7 separate regions of the Mus musculus genome follow, and regions 2, 3, 4, 5, 6 and 7 are each linked to region 1. A link is a contact called in public Micro-C and promoter capture Hi-C data. All regions are on one chromosome and are shown on one strand. Each heading gives the region's core, a stretch centred on a gene start, on an enhancer-like site or on the middle of the called end of the contact. The rest is flanking DNA. Distances are from core to core; before and after follow the strand shown. Region 1 holds the start of Tmem165 (transmembrane protein 165). Region 2 holds the start of Aasdh (aminoadipate-semialdehyde dehydrogenase). Region 3 holds the start of Kit (KIT proto-oncogene receptor tyrosine kinase). Region 4 holds the start of Srp72 (signal recognition particle 72). Region 5 has its middle 140 kb from the start of Mir7025. Region 6 holds the start of Ppat (phosphoribosyl pyrophosphate amidotransferase). Region 7 has its middle 23 kb from the start of Mir7025.

Region 1 (2,700 bases), core at 48-2,547:
AGGGAATGCCAAAATGGACCCTACTAAGAGACTAAAAAAACTCCAGAATGTAGGAGTCAAAATTGGAAATAGAGAGTCCAACTCAGAGGAAAGTAACATAGAAAGGAGAAATTCTACGAACATAGATTAAAAGGTTAATTTCTATCTATCTGGTAATGGTTAAAGAAACTTATGAGGCTCTAGTTTACCTATAAATGGAGTTTTGGAATCCCTCACTATAGAGCGCTCTACCTTTGGGCACAAGTCTCTGCATTCAAGGGCAACTTCCTTCATGCCAAAACACGTTTTTTTGTTTTTTTTTTTTTTTTAAGGGAGGGTGGCAACGCATAATCTCTAGACACTGTATCTGGCAAGAACCACAGGGTGTGCCGAGCTGAATTCGGGTGAGCATCTCTGGTTGGGTTGCTTCAACAATGGCTGATACTTCCAACAATGTGATGCTACTTCGAGAGAGACAAGTCTCCCAGCGGCTCTGTACTAAAAACTTTCTACTTGGGATGATGATTTCCAGTCTTTTCAGTATGGCCCATGTGATCAGCAGAAGGCAGAATCCAGAGCAAGCCTGTCGGTACCAGGGATCTAGAGGACCTCTGGGGAGCCCCGGTTGGGGCCCTCACTTTCCCTTCCCCCAAGCAGCCAGGCCAGGCCAGGCCGCGCCTAAGAAAGCCGTCTTGTCACCCTCCTCCCAGCGAGCGGAGCAGGGGCCGGCTCCCCTCCCCCAGCCTCTTCGGAAAGAGGGCGGCGCCGCCAGCGCGGGAGCCTGGTACCCGACTGCGGGCTCCGCGGCCTCAGCCCGCCCCATCCCCACCAGCCCGGGCTCTCACCTCGGCCCGGGCCGGCTCGAGGCCCTGCACCGCCGCGGGCTGCGGCTGCAGCTGCTGGGCGGGCGCCGGCGGCTCCTGGTTCCGATGGCTCAGGTCTTCCTCCGGGCCGGCGCGGACCCCGGCCGGGGCCCAGAGCAACTGAAGCAGCAAGAGCACGAGCAGCCTTCGCGTCGGCGCCCGGCCGCTCCCCCGGGCCGCGGCCGCCATCCCGCCCGCCCAGCCGGCACCGCGCTGCGGCAGGAAGAAGTGCAGGCGAAGGGAAGCGTCGAGCCCGGCGTGCCGGCAGGCGCCTCCGTCAGGCCTGGCTGCCGCTCAGGGGGCAGCCCTGCAGCACGCGGGACGCGGGGACCGGACCGGGACGGACCGGCGGCGGGAGCTCCGGAGCAGCTGGGCAGCAGAAGCCACACACTCCTCCAACTGCCTCCGCGGCCCAACTCCTCCGGCCCGCCCCCTGGCCAACACGACCTCCCATTGGCCCGACGTCAGCCCGGCGTCGTGACGTTTCCGGCAGGTTGAGGTGCGGCTCGCTCACTGGTCCTATTGGACCCGGCGCGCCGGGCCAGGTAGCTGGAGCTGCTTGATGGACTCTCCCTGCGTCCTCTCGGGTCCCACCAGAGACCCCCTTATTGGCCCTGGAGAGGTCAGGCTGCCAGGCTCCTACCAGTACTTCCTCAAGAGCCTTAGGTCTTTAAGGCCTAAGCCGCCGCCACCTCCACTTCTATTAAATGTCAAGTGAGTCCCAGCCCCGCTACCTACGTGGCAGGAACTGCCACACCTTTAAGTTACGATCCACCCACCCTCACCACGTCCCTGGACCGCCTACACAGAATGTTCTTTGGGGGTCCATATGCTGGGGTTTTTTGAAGGTTCTGAAGTAAGATTCGGAAGTAAAAGATGAGAACGTCCAAGCTTGATTTTAAAACATTGTTGAATAGCCGCAGACCAAAAGTCATCACTGCCCTGGCTCAGGATGCCTTATCCTGAAATAGGATATCCTGAAAAGGTTTGGAGTTGAGTGGTTAGGGTTTCTGTGGGATGGAGGCCTTGAGTAGGCAAAAGTAGAAGACAGGAAAGAATGGTTAGTTAGGCGTTAGACTAGGGCTGGATTTTTTTTTTTTTTTCTAAAGAAAAGCTGAGATACCGTACGCGCGCGCGCACACACACACACACACACACACACACACACCACAAATTGCTAACCATGTGCCAGGCACTAATCTAAATCCTACTCCTGTTTCACAAGCCATTCTTGCAACCTCTCCTTAGCCTACTCAGCATTGCTCCTTACAGAACCCTTCAAGCTATAGCTTATTTATGCTCCCAGTATTGTGAGATAACCAAGATGCTTCCTACACATAGTTTGGGGTGCAGTTGTTGTACCTCCAAGTTCATTCCTGGAGTGTAAATGTCCTGAGCCCTCAGAATACAACATGACAGGGATCAGAAGTCTAGACTCCTTCAGCCACCTCCTTTTTCTGCAAAGATTTGCCTTGCTCAAAAGGGCCTGCAGAGGAGATAGGAGTGTCAAGTGGAGAGAATAAAAGAAGCAGCCCAGTAGATGGAGGCAGAAGAGTTAGGTGTCACGGATCCTTGAGTTCTGCTAGGGACCAGGTTTATTATTTTTTTTCCTGGCGTTCTCTAGTCTATGATCATCTCAGAGAAAGGCCTCCTGGCTAAATTCTAGTTACCCCACATAAAGCAAAGAAAAAGCAAATGGCTCAAGGGCTACAGCTGCAGGAGACTGAGATGCTGATTGCAATGTTCCAGTGGCTCTGGAGCAAGACAGGAAATCTGTTCAACAGAAGATGTTAGGCAATGGGGCTCTAAAGCTCTGTCCCCAGAAGGGAGCTGGCATGGCAGTGTTACAGGAGCAGAG
Region 2 (2,700 bases), core at 125-2,624, 720 kb before region 1:
AGAACAAATACAACACTTAAAAAGGTGTTTGGCGAGGCCCATAGTACACAGGAAAATGTGGTTTTCAAACAGGTATTTCCTGCACTGTTTGGAGGGACAGATGAGAAGGCAGATCTGATTCCATGACAGGCTTCAAATTAGCAGTTTAGGAGACTAGGCCTAAGGTCAGGCAAATCAGTTACTAGAAGAAGAAGAAAAAAAAAGGCTTCAGGCAGTTAGTCAGAACTGCCCTGATATCTGAGACTGCCTGGCCACCTAGCCTGAGGTAAGGACAATGGGTCAGCAACAGTTTCCAGACTTCCTCTACAAAGATTTCTAGACTTCCCAGTAACAATGCCTAGAGATAAGTAAGATAAAGCTCTCCTACCCTGGAATTCCAATGTGCTTTCAATGGAGCCTGCGAGCTCATTTGCTTTTACTCTGTGTCTTTGTAATGGGGACGACCCCACCATGCTGAGCTACAGAATAAAACACACTTTGTGTTTACATACTATTTGAGTCCAGGGTGTCATTCTTCATGGACCCTTACAAGCTTCTGTTTTCCAGCAGATAAGGACACACTCCTTTGTTTTTTAAGGCACTGTATGTAGATAGTGCTTAGCCACTTCCACCTCTCCCCCCAACAGGAACCAAGACAAAAATCCCATCTTTCCTCTCTGCGAGGGCACAGTAACTCACCACAGTGGTGACCCTTCCCATTTATTGTAATAATTGTGCCATCGGAAAAACACACATCCAGGCATACAGTGGCTTTAGGGACTGCTGTTGACCTCAGACAGGCCTGGGTTTCCTCATAGGGAAGTGTTGTAAATAGCTGCAAACGCCAGTTAGGAGTTTCATTCTGACAGGGGGCTTCCCTGGCATACTTCACCGCTGCCATGACGGTCGCAACCAATCTTGAGTATGTTCCCAGAAGGTGTGGAGGGGATAAGCCAAATTTACTCGCCAATTAGGCGGTGATTACTTCACTTCAGCCTTTGGGATATTTCTACCCGCACTTTAAGGAACGAGGAGACTCCGGGTCTCGGAGATATGGCTCTGCTGTCAAGGAAGCTCACTGGCCATCCAGAGGTCCCTTCTAGGTCTCCAGCACCCATGTGGTGGCTCACAACCACCTGGGACTATGCTCCAGGGAATCATCGGCCCCTGCAGGCACACGGAACACTCAAATTCACGCAGACGCACAGGCATGTTGCCTGAAGCGTCACCTTCAGCGGCAGGGCTGAATCCGCACGGACCAAACCCGTTGGGCCAAACGCGGCGGAGACCTGTGCGCCACGTCTGGGCGGAGCCCCGTAGGCGAGAGCCCGCCCCCCGACGCTGGAGTGACGTCACGGGCGCCCGAAGATGACGCAGAGGTCCGTTTTACGGCTGCTGAGCGTCTGCGGCTGGGCTAGGAAGTGCACGCCACGCGCTGTCGTGAGAAGGTGGGGCGGGAGAGCGCGGGCGACCCGGGGAGACTTTGTGAGCTGCCGGACCCCAGCTTGGAGCGGCTGTGTGGGTCACCTCGGTCACCTGCTGCGCCACCTCTTAGCGTGGTTCCGAGAGCCAACGAGAGGCTTTTGTGATTGTAATTAAGGTGGCTGCGTGAGAAGTATAAGATGCAGACGGATAATTTACCTATATATATAATGCCCAGTATAGGGAGAACCCTTAAGATCAGGATCTGTTGGTGATTAAATGGCTTTATTTACAGTTGTACATTACCGAGCTGCTAATCTTAAGGCTATAACACGAAATTTGCTTGCTAGGTCATCCCTTTTCATGGCTCACTTGTTTTTCTTTCCTTTTCTTTTTTTTTTTTTTAATTTAAAATTGTGCGTGTGTGCGCGTGCAGCATGGTGAAGAAACAAAAAGGACCTTTCGGAAGTGGGTTCTCTCCTTCCATTATGTGAGTCCCGTGATCACACTTAGGTTTTCTGGTGTGATGGCAAGTTAGTTTCTCCACTGACCCATCTCGATGGCCCAAGTCAGTCTGAAGGGAGGGGAGGGGGACAAAGACAGGGACAGAGACATAAAATTCAATGGCTGACATGAATATCTGGACAAGACTGAATTTTGCCACTGGGAGCTTTTAAATTCAAAGTAGAAAAACTCCTTAATTATAGATTTTGTGTGGTGAGTTTTGTAGCTAGTTATAAAAATGACATTTTAAGAACTAAGTTATAGCCGGGCGTGTTGGCGCACGCCTTTGATCCCAGCACTCAGGAGGCAGAGGCAAGCAGATTTCTGAGTTCGAGGCCAGCCTGATCTACAAAGTGAGTTCCAGGACAGCAAGGGCTACAGAGAAACCCTGTCTCGAAAAAACAAAACAAACAAAAAAAACCTAAGTTATAGTCTTGTTATTCTACTGCTGTGAATTATGTTAGTAGATTATATTTTCTTGTGAGAAAATAGCAGTTACACGTGCTTGCTTTTTAGAGAAAAGGCAGCTTTTAAACAGACTTTTTTTTTTTTTTTTAATTTTAGGTATAGCAGTGTTTTACCTGCATGTATGTAAGTGCACCATGTTCGTGCCTGGTGTCTTCAAAGGCTGTGGGATCAGCCAGAACTGGAACTATGGACTGTATTGAGCTCCCCAGTTGGGTGCTGGTATGGAATCTGTGTCTTCTGAAAGAACAAGGACGGTTTAACTCCTGAGGTACATCCCCAGGTTCAAACTAGATTTTTGTAAAAATATGTATAATACATTAATGTGGA
Region 3 (2,700 bases), core at 151-2,650, 610 kb after region 1:
GAAAATGACCTAGGAGGGAGCAGGGCTTCAGGACTAAGCAGGCAACCTGCACGGGCAGTGCACCAGCGACACCTGGCAAAAAAAGGGGCAGGGCTGAGGAGCTCCGGAACCTTAAGATCTTGAGACCCAAGTTACCCTGCAAAAGGTAACAAGATTTTCCCAACAGCTTGAAGAAACAAATGCTATTTGCAGAAAGCTTACCCCTTCTCCCCCACCCCCTAGCCTCCCCAGGCAGCCCTGAGTATGGCTATCACGTGGGAGAGGGTTTCTGGATCTCGGGATTCCCCTCCAAAAAAAAAAAAAAAAAAAAAAAACGGCCACCTGCGATTACAAGTCGCATACACTGAAACCAGAGGTTTCCAAAGCTGGGGAGAACTGACTCGGTCCTGGTCCAGCGCGCACGAGGTGGCAAGAACAGCTGCGTCCCCGCACGCAGTCCCTGATTCCCAGAAGCTGGCGACCAACGTAGGCTACAGCAGCTCCCTGGCGCGTGGCAGCAACGAACACCGTGCGGCTGCAGAGAGGGGCGAGCCCCTAGCACGAGATTTACAAAAGGAAAAAGTCTGCAACCTAGCGGCTGCTCGCCACACGCCCGGCTCAAGTTGTCCCCATAGCCGCCACCTACAGGCTCGTGGGGTCCCGCCCCAGAGCCTCACGCCGCGTGCTCCCCGTGCAAAAAACGGAGTTGGGTGGGGGCAAGCAAGCCCGAGATTCGTCTCCTCGGGTGGCGCCGCGCACGATGAGAGCGGCTGCAGTTGCGTCCCCAGCACTGTGCACAAAGAGCGCCCGAGGTGGGGAAGCAGCGGCCGCAAGAAAAGGCTCTCCAACTTTGCCCGGCGTGTGTCCGGGACCCGTGGGCTGGTTGTCCCAGGCGTCGGTCACCCACGCGCAACTTTTAACAAAAAGGAAGCCGTGGCCGCACCTCGCTCGGAGAGAGGACGCTCTCGGTGCGAAGCCCGAGGCCGCCCGCCCCTGCCACCCGCGCGCAGTCGGCACAAAAGCATCACCAAACTCGCCCGCAGCCTGCAGCTCGCTGCCTGGGTTCCCAGAAGACCCTCGGCCCCGGGTCTCCACCACCCGGGCTGAGGTCTCTCAGCTCAGGTGAGCGAGGCGGGCCACCAGAGTCCCGCGGCCGCCTACCACCTTCGAGGTGGTAGGCATGGGAAAAGCCAACAGCTACCACTCCGGACGCACCCAGGTGGCACCCCTCCCGGACCCGGGCTGCGCCCACAGAGGGTGCAGTCCTCTTGTCTGCCGCTCTTTCCCACCTGTCTGGCCACGGAGCAGGACCAACAGGACGCAGAGCAGATCCCAGGCGCCGCGAGCGCCTCTCATCGCGGTGGCTGCGCTAGACTCTGAGCTCCTCTCTCTGCTACAGCTCTCGCCCAAGTGCACCGAGCGCGGCAAAGCCGAGCCCCCAGAGCCACTAGCGGCGCGCGACAGCCCCTCCTCCAGCCCTCCTCCCAGCTCGTGGCCACGCCCCTCCCTTCTCCCGCCCGGGTCGCACTCCCTCCCGCTGCCTAGTGCCCGGGGCTCTCGGGCTGCAATAAGCTGATCCCGGGGGCGCTGTGCCCTCTAAGACCAGGAGCCCCCACAGGCCCTCCACCCTGGATCCTCTTCCTCCTAGCACTCTCCCTCCATCGGTGGTCCTTCAGTCCAGGCGGCTGGCTGGCCACGCAGGTGCTGCCCGCGCTTTGTGAAGCCCAGCGCCACGAGCGCATTAGGTACGGGCCAGCCACCTGGCAGGTGCTCCCTAGACAATAAAGGACAACCACCGGTCCCTCCAGCAAGCTCCGGAGCGGGGAGAATATATTCGGCTTATGGTGGAGGTGTTACTAGTCGGGATTGCCGGGCGAAGGGATTAGGAAACTGGGTCCCCAACATTTATTTCTGTTCCTGTTGGTAGAGGAGGACGGATCGTGGCACCCCTGACCTCAGTAAAAGACCGAGCCCACGTTTAAGTAATTTTTCATGCTCAGTTTCTCCACCTGCTGCGAAACCTGTAAGAATACAGCTGATTTCTATTGGCCAGCGTGGACCTCCACCCAGCCAAGCTCCTGCTGAGACTTGTGGAAACTGGGCCAGTGGACTACAGAGGCATCCTGTGAAGGAGTTAGCTTTGAAACTCGGTTTTTAAAACCTATTTGCATTTGGGTGCCTTTTCTCTTGTGTTAATTATTTTTTTAATCTCACCCTCAACACCCCCCCCCCGCCCCATCCCCTCTGAGTCCCCCTTTCCCCAACTCGATCCGACTGTGGTCTGCCTTAGGAGCAAGATAAAAGCAAAATAATTTCCTTTTAAAGTTTTTTTTTAATGTGTATGAGTGTTTTACTTACATGAATATGTGTGTGTGCCACGTGTGTGACTAGTGCCCAGGGAGGTCAGAAGGATGTCAGATCTCCTGAAACTAGAGTTACGGATGCTTGTGTATCATCTTGTGGGTGCCTGGAGCCCAACTACTCTTGTTCTTTGTTTGTTTCTTTGTTTGTTTGTTTGTTTGTTTCGAGACAGGGTTACTGGCTGTCCTGGAACTCACTTTGTAGACCAGGCTGCCTCGAACTCAGAAATTCGCCTGCCTCTGCCTCCCAAGTGCTGGGATTAAAGTCATGCGCCAACTTTCTTGTTCTTAACTAATTGACCCAACTCTCCAACTCCTAAAGTAATTCTCTTAAGACAATTTCTACCTAGGGACATTTCAC
Region 4 (2,700 bases), core at 7-2,506, 790 kb before region 1:
ACGGCTCTATGCCAACAGCGTGTCAAGTGTCAAAATGACTAGGACCATGGTTCCCCTCGCTCCTAGTCAACCACAGGAATCCAATTCTCACTTTACGAGTCGTCGAAGGGACTTCTAGAAATTAATAGACAGGGCTGAAGGGACAGTCTTGGCTGATCAAAGAAGTGCTACAGAGTTTTATACCGATACTAAATATTGGTTGTAGGCCCACTGAAGGGCTAAAGTGAATTCAAGTAAGTTTGGCAATCATCAATTCTAATTAGTAGCTGTCTTCCTTAATGCACTGTGGCCACTGTCACTACTTTTATAGGAACTCAGGAACCCGAAGGTTTAAAGTGTATATTACTGTGATAGCCTTTATGTAACTGGGGCTTTGTACAGCTGAAGGGTTTCATAGTTACATCACCAAACCTGACACACACAGGTGTATCTACTGTACAAAATATAGCACGGCCATATTACAGGCACATAGTGATGAATAACAACTTATGGAATCTCATACTGAAGGCAACTAAAATTTGAAATTATAACTTATGGGGGCTAAAAATGCAGGTTAGTTTCCTTACGTTATTTTAAATGTTGGGACGCTCACTCACTCACTCTCTGGCTAAACACTACGGGGAAGACTTTGTGCGTGGAAATGAATAACGACTTGATATTCACACCTTTCCAATCTGCAACGCTTCCACCTTGTCTGCAACAGAGCGGATGCTACGTGTCCAGACAGGTTTCCTTCCCCGGCCCCAGCCCCAGTCAACAAGTTTCCTCCATGACACTGTCCTGATCCCTTCACTCAAGATGAACGAAGAAAAGTCAATCTGACATCTTTGCAAAATCCCGCCGCGGAGACGACACGAAAAACATTTTGGGAAGCGGTTCCGGACGCCATGGTCTCTTTAAGTCCCCCCTCCCCCTCGCGCCCGGTCTCGCGGGGACAGAGGGAAGTACACGTGGCCTTAAGCGACCGAGCTCGGGCCGCCGGTGGCCGTGGGACAGCGACCCGCCCCCGGGCTTGGGGCCGAGCCTGAGGACGCAGCGATCCCCCTCCGCGCTGTGCCGAGGGGTCGCACGCTCGACCCAGGAGATGTCCTCCTCCCGACAACCCGGGCCGCCGGGACACTTACTCTTGTTGACAGTCTTGAGGGCACGCGTGAAGTCGCTGTTCTGCCCATAACGGTTCACCTCACTCCACAGCGCAGGGACTGACACCCCACCACTGCCGCCGCTCGCCATCTTGGAGGAGGTGGGGGTGAGGTGGGGGAGGGGGGTGGGAGGAGCAGGGCGACCTCTGCCCCGGAAGAGGATCTCGAAGTTGGCTCGGCGAAGGAGGAAGTTGATGGTTGCTAGGCGGCCGGGAGTCGCGAGCTGGTCTGTCCCAGAGCTAGCGTCAGAAATCGGTTTTTAATTTTTTCTGTCTTGCGGCAAGACATTTGTTTGCCTGACGCCCTTACTCCTAATCCAAAGGTGACTGGAGGTAGGAGGGGTCAGATTCAGAAGGCGCTCGCCGAAACTGTTAGCCCCAAGCCGCCGGCATTCTGGGGAGACCCCTGTGCTCCGACTGTGGCCGGGCGACAGTCTTTGGGAGAGAAAACTCCCGGTTCTTCGGGTGGTAGGAGGGGTACCTAATTTAAGGAACCGTAGAGAGGCTCTTGAAGGCGGCAGGTAGAGCCACAGCTGCTCATGGGTGCTTCGGGATTGCCATTTTAGGACACGAGCGGTGATTAGAACCTGGGACTAAATCTAGAAGTGAAGATAGGTCTGGGACTGACAAAAATACAGTGAACGGCACTGTTTAACCTCCCTTTGAGATCTAGTTTCAGGAGCAGTGTGGGCTGGAAGCCCGAGGAGATGAGAAGGACCAGGTTCTGAGGTGAGTATATTGACTTAGGTAGATGTCATACAATAAACTACGTCCTGGAGGCCTTCCTTAATGTACTTTAAGGAAACCTGTTCTTGCAGCCTAGCCAGTACACATTCTGCTTCCAAGGCTCGACTTCCTTGTGGAGAAGACCCGTGCATACTATGTAAGTGGTCTTAGCATTCAGCTACACCCTCTACAAGATTACACCATCTACAAGGCTCTCTATTCCTGAGTATTGATCCTTAAGTCCCCTCTCTTTGAACGACCTATAGTCCTAAGACCAGAGACCTTATTTACTTTGCTTACTACCTGGGAGACCTGAACCAAACCTTCCTTCACTTCCCCTAGACTCAACCTAATGTTCTCTTAATGTTGCTACTTAGGTTTTAAACCACCTATCTACTTCCTGTTTCTTGCCTGAGTCAAGTGCTGAAACGCTAGCTGATTGTCATATGTGTGGTCAGTATGATACATCAGACTGAACTTAAAAGAGTTTCTTTTGGGTCATGATTTCATAGATTTCAGCCACAGTAGGTTGGCTTTGTTGCTTTGGAACCTCAGTGAGGTGCTTCATCATGATGGAAATCATGTCGTAGTGGCCCTAAGCCGCTCACCTAATGGTTACTGGGAAGGAAGAAGCTGGAGAAGCCACAGACAAAATGTCAAGTTTTTAAAAAGTACACTCACGCTAGGCACCATCTCCTACAGCTGTGACCCCGCCAGGGGGGTTACAAATTAGATATTTAAATTACTATTCATAGCAATAGCAAATTTAGTTATGAAAGTAGCAACAAAATAATTCTATGGTGGTGGCTGTGGGGTCACCACAACATGAAGAA
Region 5 (2,700 bases), core at 47-2,546, 860 kb after region 1:
CTAATAATGTCATAATGTAGCACTAATGGGCACCCTTATGTGAGTGTTCATACTATTTCAGAAAAATAAATGTCTACATCTAACAGATAACATGTACATTTGAAAAGCACTCAAATGAACCAAGAGGGAGAAAGTCTGTTGGGTTTTTTAAATTTTATTTCTCTGTATTTTATATGATTTTAAGATTAATGATACATTCAATAAAGCAAATCTTATTTGAAAAGCATTCGGAAATATTTTGTTTCTCTAGCTAAAATAGATTATCTTAAACTTCCCTACTCATCACTTCTCAAGGAGAGAATAACATGACACATTCATTAAAATAGATTGGAAGTTCCGTTTTGTGATACCCGGAATTGAAGTAAGCATATTTAATCTACTATTTTGATGGTATAAACTAAAGTACTTTGAGCTGAAGTATTTAAGCTTTAAGCCAAGCCTTCAGTTATGGAGGAAATGGAACTAAATTTTGATGTAAGCCAACCTAAGAGTCTTAGCTGAGAAAGTGCTTATGTTCTTAAATATACACAGGTGATCACATTTGAACAAGCAGCCTGGGATGTGTGCATACAATCACAAGCCTTCAGAGAATTCTAGCAAATCAACTCACCATGCATTCTGAAGCATTTTAAAATTGCCACTGTTTCTACATTCATTCCACGGGTATTTAAAAGCAAACAAACAATAAAAAAAAAAACCCAAGTATCTATCTATACCAAATGCAAGCCCCCAAACTAAAAGAGAAAGCAATAGAAGATACACATGCCAATAGAACCATCGAAGAACCAGGGAAATCTGAAGATATAGAAGAAGCCCCATCTTTGAGGTTACAGAGACAAATAGGTGAGATAATGGCAGGCAAAGTCCTTAGAATGGAAAAAAAATCAAGTCATCAGATCAATGTGATGGTCCACATCTCTAATCCCATAGCTCAGGAGGCAGAGGCAGGTGGATCCCTGTTTCTTTGAGGCTACCTTAGTTTACATGATGAATTCTAGAACAGCCAGGCCTATGTAGAGAGACCAGTCTTTAGATAGATAGATAGATAGAGAGATAGATAGATAGATAGATAGATAGATAGATAGATAGATAGATAAATTCTGGTTTTAATTATCGGTCTCCTTCCAGCATCCAAAACACTGACCAGCATATAGCAGGTATCCCTATAAACTGCCCTTCTCTCAGGCTCACAAGCTTAAACATTGAGATATTTCTGAGACACGTGAAATTTACATGACTTCAAGCTTGATGATGAACACACTGACAAGCTTACAAACCCCATTATCAGGATGACTCAGAGGATTTCAAATCTGTCTAATAGAGATTTATTGGTGCCTGTGAGTAGTTTTCAAGGTTTCCCCCCAGTATTCCAATCCCTAACTGCGGCACACAATATAACTATAAAGATGATGGATGTTTTTAAACCCATAACCAGAGCTTCTCCCCTCCCCCTCCCCCTACTTTGCTATTTCCATGCAGTTATTGATGGCAAGCACTTAGTCTTAGAGGTAGGATTTGGTTAAGTAACTAGTAGCCCCAGGAAATGGGATGTCCAATGAGCATACGGCCACAGGAACTTTCCATGATAACCAATGGGCCAAGCTAATCAAGACAGCCATGGGTTTCCCATTCCAAGGAAAAACTCATCTTTAATGATCAAATGAAAATGCAAATTTAAGGGAAACAAATCGGGTTATTTGGAGGGCGGTATGTACTCAGAGGATATTAATGTCATTGTGGTTTCCTGAGGAAAGGGCCTCTATTTTGCTTGCAAGCAAAATGTCAACTCTAATTATTCAAAAATGACATCCTACAGGAACTTTTATGAAAATTGAGGTAGGTCCAGAAGACTGGGCAGGAAGCAGGGTTCTCATTTTGGAATGATGCGGGGAGGTCAACAACCTGGAAACAGTTCTAGTGAAGGTGGTTCTTGACTGGCTGAGTCTAAGTCTTCTTGGTAGAAGACTCCTGGGCAGATCCAGCTCCTGTGACATTCCACTATTAGATTTATTAATCAATCATATAATCCCTTTACTCAGAAATATCTTCTGCTATGGTGTTCAGCACAATGTGAACTGTGAAGATAGGTTAAAGAGTATCATTTGAGATTAACAAGTGACACATTCTTTGAAATAAATACATACCTATTTTATTGCAATGATAACTGTTATGAGCACCATTGATGAGTGCAATCTCCTAGTTAGTCATTATCTATTGCTACAGTAATGCTCCACAACAAACAGCTATGAAACTCCACCATGCACAACTGTAAACCTTTAACTCTCAGATAGGTAGGTTAGGCAGCCTTGGCTGGGCTCAGCTGGGTAATTCTACTGGCCATCTCTAGGGTCATTCATCCAGAGGTGGCTGTCAGTTAGCAGGTATGAATAACCTTCAATGAGAGACTAGGATAGCTGCTCAATTCTCTGAGTGGTTTTTGTCCTCTAGCAAAGTCATCTGTAGTCCTATCTATATCACTAACAAAGATAAGGACAAGCTTAGGTTCCCAAGCTCTTTTCAAGTCTGTTTTCATCTCATTTGCTAATAGCTCACTGGCCATAGTAAGTCCCATGCTTGAGTGTAAAGACACCTATTGGGTAAGAAGAGGCCCTAGAAATCCCATGGTAAAGGAGAAGGGTACAGAGAAGTGAGGAACTGAAGTTATGAGAACAACTGGTCTACCACATGGTGTATGCTATT
Region 6 (2,700 bases), core at 56-2,555, 770 kb before region 1:
AGCAGTTACACTGGGTGGCTCATGTGTACTCCTGCTTCAAGACAGGCCCTGGCTTCTGTGCATCTGTACTCAAGTGCACACAACCACGGATACAAAACCAACAAAGTAAAATAGAAGCCAGAGAGATTGCTCAGCAATTAAGAACACTCCGATGTTTTACAGTGCACCCAGGTCCAGTTCCCAGAATCTATAGGGTAGTTTACAGCCATTCAAAATTAAACTATAGATATGAACACCTTCTTCGGACCCTTGTCAGCACAGGGCCACATCAGATGTGGGGAAGAGGTTAGATTCTAAGATTTTTACTAGTTTAGAAGTACTGGCGCTGTGGATTGTCTCAGAAAAAGTCTGGCCCTAATTCCCAATTTTATGGAGCTGTACTACCTATAAACTTCAGGGTGGTTTTCATAGGTGGGAAAGAATGTTGGAGTGCCCACAGGATCTGCTTCCTTATTAATCTAGAAACTTGTGTTGTTCCAAGACAGTGTTTTGTTAGTGGATAAAGTAACTTTGCACTCTCCACACCCATATCCTAAGGGTGTTACTAGCCCACGCCCACAATCCCAAATTCCAGGGATTGCAAAGAAGCATCTGATCAAAAAATTTTGGACCTGTTTTCAAACACTTTAAACTACGAAACTTGCAGTAAAGGAGATTATTGGCATATTAACTTTACCAGAATAAACAAAAACCCTGATAGATTTTCTTGGTTGTTTATCTGCTTATTACAAGGTTTCTAGGCACTTGGTTAGTTTCTGGCCATTTCACCTTCAGAGTACTTTCCCACTCTGCTACTTTCCTTCCCGTCCCGGGGCCTTCTTTTGGCTATTTAAATAGGCTCTGGGTGCTTAAGAGTTTAACGCACGTCTTCCAGCGCCTGGACCATGTGTGCAGGCTCCGGGCCCCAGGCGCCGTCTTGGGGAACCCGATCAGGCACTTTGTCGGAAGGCCTGCATCCGACCTCGGGGCCGCACGTGTATGCGTCAAGCCTGCTAGCTCTCTGACGGAGGGCTGGGGGACCCTAGGGTCCGAAAGCAAGTTACTCACCTACGGCTGTCGCCATTATCCGAGGTGAACTAGAGGAGCAGACCGCGCGGGAAAAAAGGGCAGTGTTCTGGAAAACAAGGGCGACCACAGGATCAGAGGGCGGGAAAGGGAGGTGCAATATCAAGGACACGCCCTAGCCCCACAGCCCACCGGCGAACCCGAAGTACCGGGCTGGCTGTGCTTGGGGCTGGAGTCGTGTCCCCAGGCTTCCCGCCGCGCAGGCGCGCTGACGCGACCCCGCTTCCGGGCGGCCCCTCCCCGCAGGCAGCCAAAAAGTGGCGCGCATGCTGCAAGGCCCCCGCTGGCCGGAGAGGTTTCTGGGTTGGAGCGGACCAAGTCCTGACGGCCGGGGGACGGCGTGAGACCAGGGGGCACGAACGGCTCAGGTTTTCTGAGGGACCCACGCGATCAGCTGCGCCACTCTCATCACCTACTCCTTGGGCGCGGGAAAATAACGGAGCCTCCCACGTGCAGAGAAAGTAGCGATCCTGACCTCGGCCTCCTCCCCACCTCTTTGACTCCGTAGCCCCGCCCCTCTCTTTGCCCTAGCTGATTGGCGGAGAGCGGGAGGCAGAACTGGTCACGCCCCTTCTATGAAGCGCGCCGCCGCAGTAGCGAGAACCTAGCCCGCCCGGGAAGGAGGCAGTCAGTAGCGCGAGCCTCTTGAGGCGTTCGATAGCGGAGCGGACAGCTGGTTGGTGCTTGGACCACGCCGCGGCAGCAGGTCCCTCCACGTGCTTTCCGAGGCGCCATGGAGCTGGAGGAGTTGGGGATCCGCGAGGAATGTGGTGTGTTTGGGTGCATCGCTTCTGGAGACTGGCCCACGCAGCTAGATGTGCCGCATGTGATCACTCTGGGACTCGTGGGGCTACAGCACCGGTGAGCAACAGGATGGAGGGGTGGGGGTGGAATGGCAAGTATTTGCACAGTTCCACGAGCCGCTTCCCAGCTCTGTGCTACGGGGAACGCAAGACAATGAGGGTGGATCATGACTGGGAAGGGGGGATCAGGGCTAGGAGGGTGAATCTCGAGAATCAAGTCAAGTACCTACTCAGGATATTGACCAAGTGGGGGTGGGGTACACTTTGCCTGCATAGACTTTAACTTAGGCTGTCGCGTTGCTCCCGAGTGCTCTTTACAGGTTAGCTCCCAAGAATGTGCATCTCTCGTCGCGGGTTAGTTACTCTGGAGTTTGCTTTCACTAGCCAGGTTGGGAAGGGACCGTTCAGATCTCCTTGAAACTAGAACTGTTCTAGAGATAAGCTTCTGTAGGGTGGTGGTGCTGAAGGTCCTGCAACACTTGAAGGTTTTTCTATTTGTTGTTGTTTTGCACGGGGCCTCCTGCTTGCAAGAGCTTTGTTTGCAAGGGCAGAGCTACTGAGCAGATTTGTCAGCCTGAAAGCAGTTAGAGGTTTGGAGATCGTGAGTTTAAAAGTAGTTATAGCTATGAGAAATTGGGAGATGCCTTTGGGGCAAACAAAGAAAAAAAGACCTTTGCCTCCATAATTTGTTTCTTGACTTCACTGACAGTATTATGGAAATAATACAAACTAGGGTTTTGTCTCTCTTCAAAAACTATTCTATCACGGAGTTTTACAATACAGTAGCAACAATGTCTAGACCAGAGCTGGGCAGTAACCCTTTTTATCAATG
Region 7 (2,700 bases), core at 42-2,541, 980 kb after region 1:
TTTCCATCCACACTCAATTGAGTGGCTCAAAATGACCTTTGACTTCAGCTCCAGTCACACTCAGCAGCTCACAATGGCCTCTAACCTCAGCATCAGTGGATCCAAGACTTCTGACCTCTGCAGGTACATAGTATACTCACTTACACATACCTACACATGTACACACACCACAACACACACACACACACACACCATACCACACACACACACCAAACACACCATACCACACACACACTAGCGTAAAAATCCCTTTTTTACAAGAGAAATTCTAGACTCTACAATAAGCTGCAAGCAAGCCTGACAGCCTCTGCCCCCAGAGAGAGACACTGCCTTTGTAACTCTAACAGTGCTGTCCTGTGCTGTGGGGGAGGCACTATAGACACAATGCAGCGGTTTTATCGTCTGTAATAATTGCTGAATCCCAGGGCCTAAACCAATGCCCTGCTCAGTACAGTTGAAACCTGGAGGGATAAGTGTGGAAAGAGATATGCAGATGCCTTGGAACTGTCCGGAACTAGAACAAAGATAGCATCTGAAATAGACAAAGCTGCCAGCTCCCAGCCCTCGGCCCCTTGCCTATGTGTATTCCCCACATGCGGAAAAGCTTCAGCTTCATCGGGTGCACTCAGTGAACAGCACTCAGCTAGCAGCACTCAGCGAGCAGCACTCAGCGAGCAGCACTCAGCGAGCAGCACTCAGTGAACAGCACTCAGCGAGCAGCACTCTGGGTTCTTACACTACCTTACACTTCTCATTACTCCAAGCAAGGCGTGTGGTCTCCAACCGCGATGTTCTATCCTGCTGTTCTATGTGATGTAATGGTCCCCTTGGATCATGAGCTGGTTGGAAAAAAGTCTGCAAGCTTCCTCATTTAGGCCTACACATTTTAGAGATCAACTACACAAAGAGGAGTCTGTTCTATAATAAATATTCTTGGAGAGAATTAATTTTAAAAATGGCTTCCTGTGGCTGGCCTAGCACCGTGCTCTCATGGGAAAACCAAACACAGCCTTTTGAGGGAGGAAGAAAAGAGGTGTGATCATCCCAGACTCATGAGGATGCATTCACTCTGGAAGTGGCTCTGTATACACCTGATTCAACCGGGAGCCCGTTGGGAGAGCCAGCTAAACAAAACATGCGTGAGACGACAGAAGAGCCAAGCCCAGGCCCACAAAAGCCTCCTTTTATTTCAGCTTCATCCTGATCAGGCTTCCAACTTACATAGACCAAACCAATCTCCAGCCCAGTCTCTGCAGAGAAAAGCCTGGTTCTGATTCTGTTTGGAGCAGTTCGTGTGAAATGTGATGAAATTCAAAACAGACAGGATGCACAAGCTCCAGGGGGAAGTCATTAATACCCATGAACAATGATGAAGCAAAATGCCATCTGCCGGGCTAATGTGGCAAAGCTTTTAAAAATTCCAATTAGCCTATAAACCAGAATTGGGGCAGGGGAAGCAAATATGTTCCCCTCATCTGTCCTCAACGTCTCCCTCCTCTTTGTATGAATGATGGACCATTACTGGCATATGAACTTAGTTGGGAAGTTATCGCCATTATACTTTAGGACGTGGGTGCTACTCATGTCTCCAGGTGGGACAGGATGCTATAGACAGCTAATTAAGAACACACATATACTTTCACACACATTTTCCTATGAGATGAAACAATTGTCTCTATTATAAACACTGCTACCATTATATGCTGTTGGATTTAGCCTTTATGTGTATTTGGAGTTGAAGATAATGAAACATTTCTGTTGCTGTTATCCTGAGGGAAATTGCCAGGCTTATGATGGATTCTCATAGGGTAGGCCATTTTCCTGAGTTGCTTTTCATGAAGCACGCCACTATTAAAATCACAATGGCCATTATTAGACCTGGTGTATTTCAGCCTGAAAAAGAAAGGCTCTGATTACAAACACATAGAGTAGTTTCTCCAGGCTGAACTTGTCCATCACTTGTCTTTGAAAAATCAAAGGATCCAGGCAAGCTACTTCTGCATGCTGATATTCTCAGTATCTCTTGCTTTCTTTCTGGCTCATCATGCAAATAATAGTGGAATTCATATATTTGGAATTGCTAATCCTAGTGCTATCGTTACATTAGTCTTGGGGTCCTTCGTTTCTACACCTATGAGATGTCTTCCCTGCCTTGGTAGGAATATTTAAAAGCTTATTGCAAGACTCAAAAGAAGTGTAAATGGTACATTTTAGAAGTTTTTAATCCCCTAATTAAAAAAAAAAACGAAAACACTAGAGCAGATAAATTAGACAGGACTGTCTGTTAGAGGACGGAACTGTGTAGCTGCTGTTCAGACAGACATGTTATTATTCCCAGGAATCCAGCTCCTTCCTGGGCTGAACCAAGGTGGAGCCAATACTCAATGAACAGCCTTGTGCTGAAGGATACAGGCCTGGATCTGTAGGCGGTCTCACTCTGAGGTCATTTGGCTATCTGAAATTGGGAGTTATTCTGAAACAGGGGGCCTATTTTCCAATTATTAAGAGAATAATCTGCATTAATTAATTGCACTAATTTATCTGATGAGATACCAGGAGGCTGTCGAATGTGAAGCACATAAACCTGCCTGCACGTAACAGAGGATGCTCAAGCACAGCACAGGTGATGGCGCAGGGATGCAGGCTCATCAGTGTACATGCTGATAGGTTACCATAGAGACGGGGAAGCTACTCGTGTGT

What was found. Promoter capture Hi-C pulls out the DNA fragments that hold promoters and counts their contacts. A called contact is a pair of places that touch in the nucleus more often than the background predicts. Capture Hi-C pulls out chosen DNA fragments and counts their contacts.
Region 2: a promoter capture Hi-C map of pre-B cells shows a contact between it and region 1, with 2.8 times the contacts expected there. The contact joins the promoter of Aasdh here to the promoter of Tmem165 in region 1. A contact is called at or near these places in 5 of 39 promoter capture datasets (the 3T3-L1 cell line, the C10 cell line, embryonic stem cells and 1 more) and 2 of 115 datasets of contacts at active chromatin or transcription factors (large pre-B cells and memory CD8 T cells).
Region 3: a Micro-C map of embryonic stem cells shows a contact between it and region 1, with 2.2 times the contacts expected there. The contact joins the promoter of Kit here to the promoter of Tmem165 in region 1. A contact is called at or near these places in 1 of 39 promoter capture datasets (frontonasal cranial neural crest), 2 of 484 Hi-C or Micro-C datasets (both in embryonic stem cells) and 4 of 115 datasets of contacts at active chromatin or transcription factors (embryonic forebrain, embryonic stem cells, extraembryonic endoderm stem cells and 1 more).
Region 4: a promoter capture Hi-C map of liver shows a contact between it and region 1, with 2.2 times the contacts expected there. The contact joins the promoter of Srp72 here to the promoter of Tmem165 in region 1. A contact is called at or near these places in 1 of 39 promoter capture datasets (liver) and 1 of 9 other capture datasets (liver).
Region 5: a contact with region 1 is called in a promoter capture Hi-C map of the HPC-7 cell line, with 3 times the contacts expected there. The contact joins the enhancer-like site here to the promoter of Tmem165 in region 1. A contact is called at or near these places in 5 of 39 promoter capture datasets (the HPC-7 cell line, cranial neural crest, hippocampal neurons and 1 more) and 1 of 115 datasets of contacts at active chromatin or transcription factors (bone marrow-derived macrophages).
Region 6: a promoter capture Hi-C map of adipose tissue shows a contact between it and region 1, with 2.7 times the contacts expected there. The contact joins the promoter of Ppat here to the promoter of Tmem165 in region 1. A contact is called at or near these places in 3 of 39 promoter capture datasets (cranial neural crest, liver and pre-B cells), 1 of 484 Hi-C or Micro-C datasets (CD4 T cells), 3 of 115 datasets of contacts at active chromatin or transcription factors (bone marrow-derived macrophages, memory CD8 T cells and thymic regulatory T cells) and 2 of 9 other capture datasets (adipose tissue and liver).
Region 7: a contact with region 1 is called in a promoter capture Hi-C map of hippocampal neurons, with 4 times the contacts expected there. The contact joins the enhancer-like site here to the promoter of Tmem165 in region 1. A contact is called at or near these places in 10 of 39 promoter capture datasets (the 3T3-L1 cell line, the HPC-7 cell line, HPC-7-derived erythroid cells and 5 more) and 4 of 115 datasets of contacts at active chromatin or transcription factors (craniofacial prominence, differentiating embryonic stem cells, extraembryonic endoderm stem cells and 1 more).

The regions. Positions count from the first base shown.
Region 1 is chr5:76,182,477-76,185,176 of GRCm38.p6, reverse strand. It overlaps Tmem165 (transmembrane protein 165), which reads right to left and starts at 1,297. Exons shown (of 6, transcript NM_011626.2): 1 at 825-1,297. The coding sequence starts at 1,031.
Region 2 is chr5:76,904,150-76,906,849 of GRCm38.p6, reverse strand. It overlaps Aasdh (aminoadipate-semialdehyde dehydrogenase), which reads left to right and starts at 1,374. Exons shown (of 16, transcript NM_173765.4): 1 at 1,374-1,427; 2 at 2,470-2,641.
Region 3 is chr5:75,573,687-75,576,386 of GRCm38.p6, reverse strand. Kit (KIT proto-oncogene receptor tyrosine kinase) reads right to left here and starts at 1,400. Exons shown (of 21, transcript NM_001122733.1): 1 at 1,269-1,400. The coding sequence starts at 1,335.
Region 4 is chr5:76,973,257-76,975,956 of GRCm38.p6, reverse strand. Srp72 (signal recognition particle 72) reads right to left here and starts at 1,256. Exons shown (of 19, transcript NM_025691.1): 1 at 1,125-1,256. The coding sequence starts at 1,233.
Region 5 is chr5:75,319,502-75,322,201 of GRCm38.p6, reverse strand. No RefSeq gene overlaps it. Among named protein-coding and RNA genes, the nearest start is that of Mir7025, 140 kb to the right of the region's middle. Within about 2 kb of position 1,296, at least 1 of the 459 cell types and tissues checked has an H3K27ac peak or open chromatin away from gene starts, as enhancers often do. A contact at or near this core is called in the HPC-7 cell line, where this site is marked.
Region 6 is chr5:76,950,183-76,952,882 of GRCm38.p6, reverse strand. It overlaps Ppat (phosphoribosyl pyrophosphate amidotransferase), which reads left to right and starts at 1,305. Exons shown (of 11, transcript NM_172146.2): 1 at 1,305-1,926. The coding sequence starts at 1,799. Paics (phosphoribosylaminoimidazole carboxylase, phosphoribosylaminoribosylaminoimidazole, succinocarboxamide synthetase) reads right to left here and starts at 1,581. Exons shown (of 9, transcript NM_025939.3): 1 at 1,048-1,581. The coding sequence starts at 1,063. It overlaps LOC115486295 (a long non-coding RNA gene), which reads left to right and starts at 1,933. Exons shown (of 2, transcript XR_003955939.1): 1 at 1,933-2,700.
Region 7 is chr5:75,198,567-75,201,266 of GRCm38.p6, reverse strand. No RefSeq gene overlaps it. Among named protein-coding and RNA genes, the nearest start is that of Mir7025, 23 kb to the right of the region's middle. Within about 2 kb of position 1,291, at least 9 of the 459 cell types and tissues checked have an H3K27ac peak or open chromatin away from gene starts, as enhancers often do. A contact at or near this core is called in the HPC-7 cell line and hippocampal neurons, where this site is marked.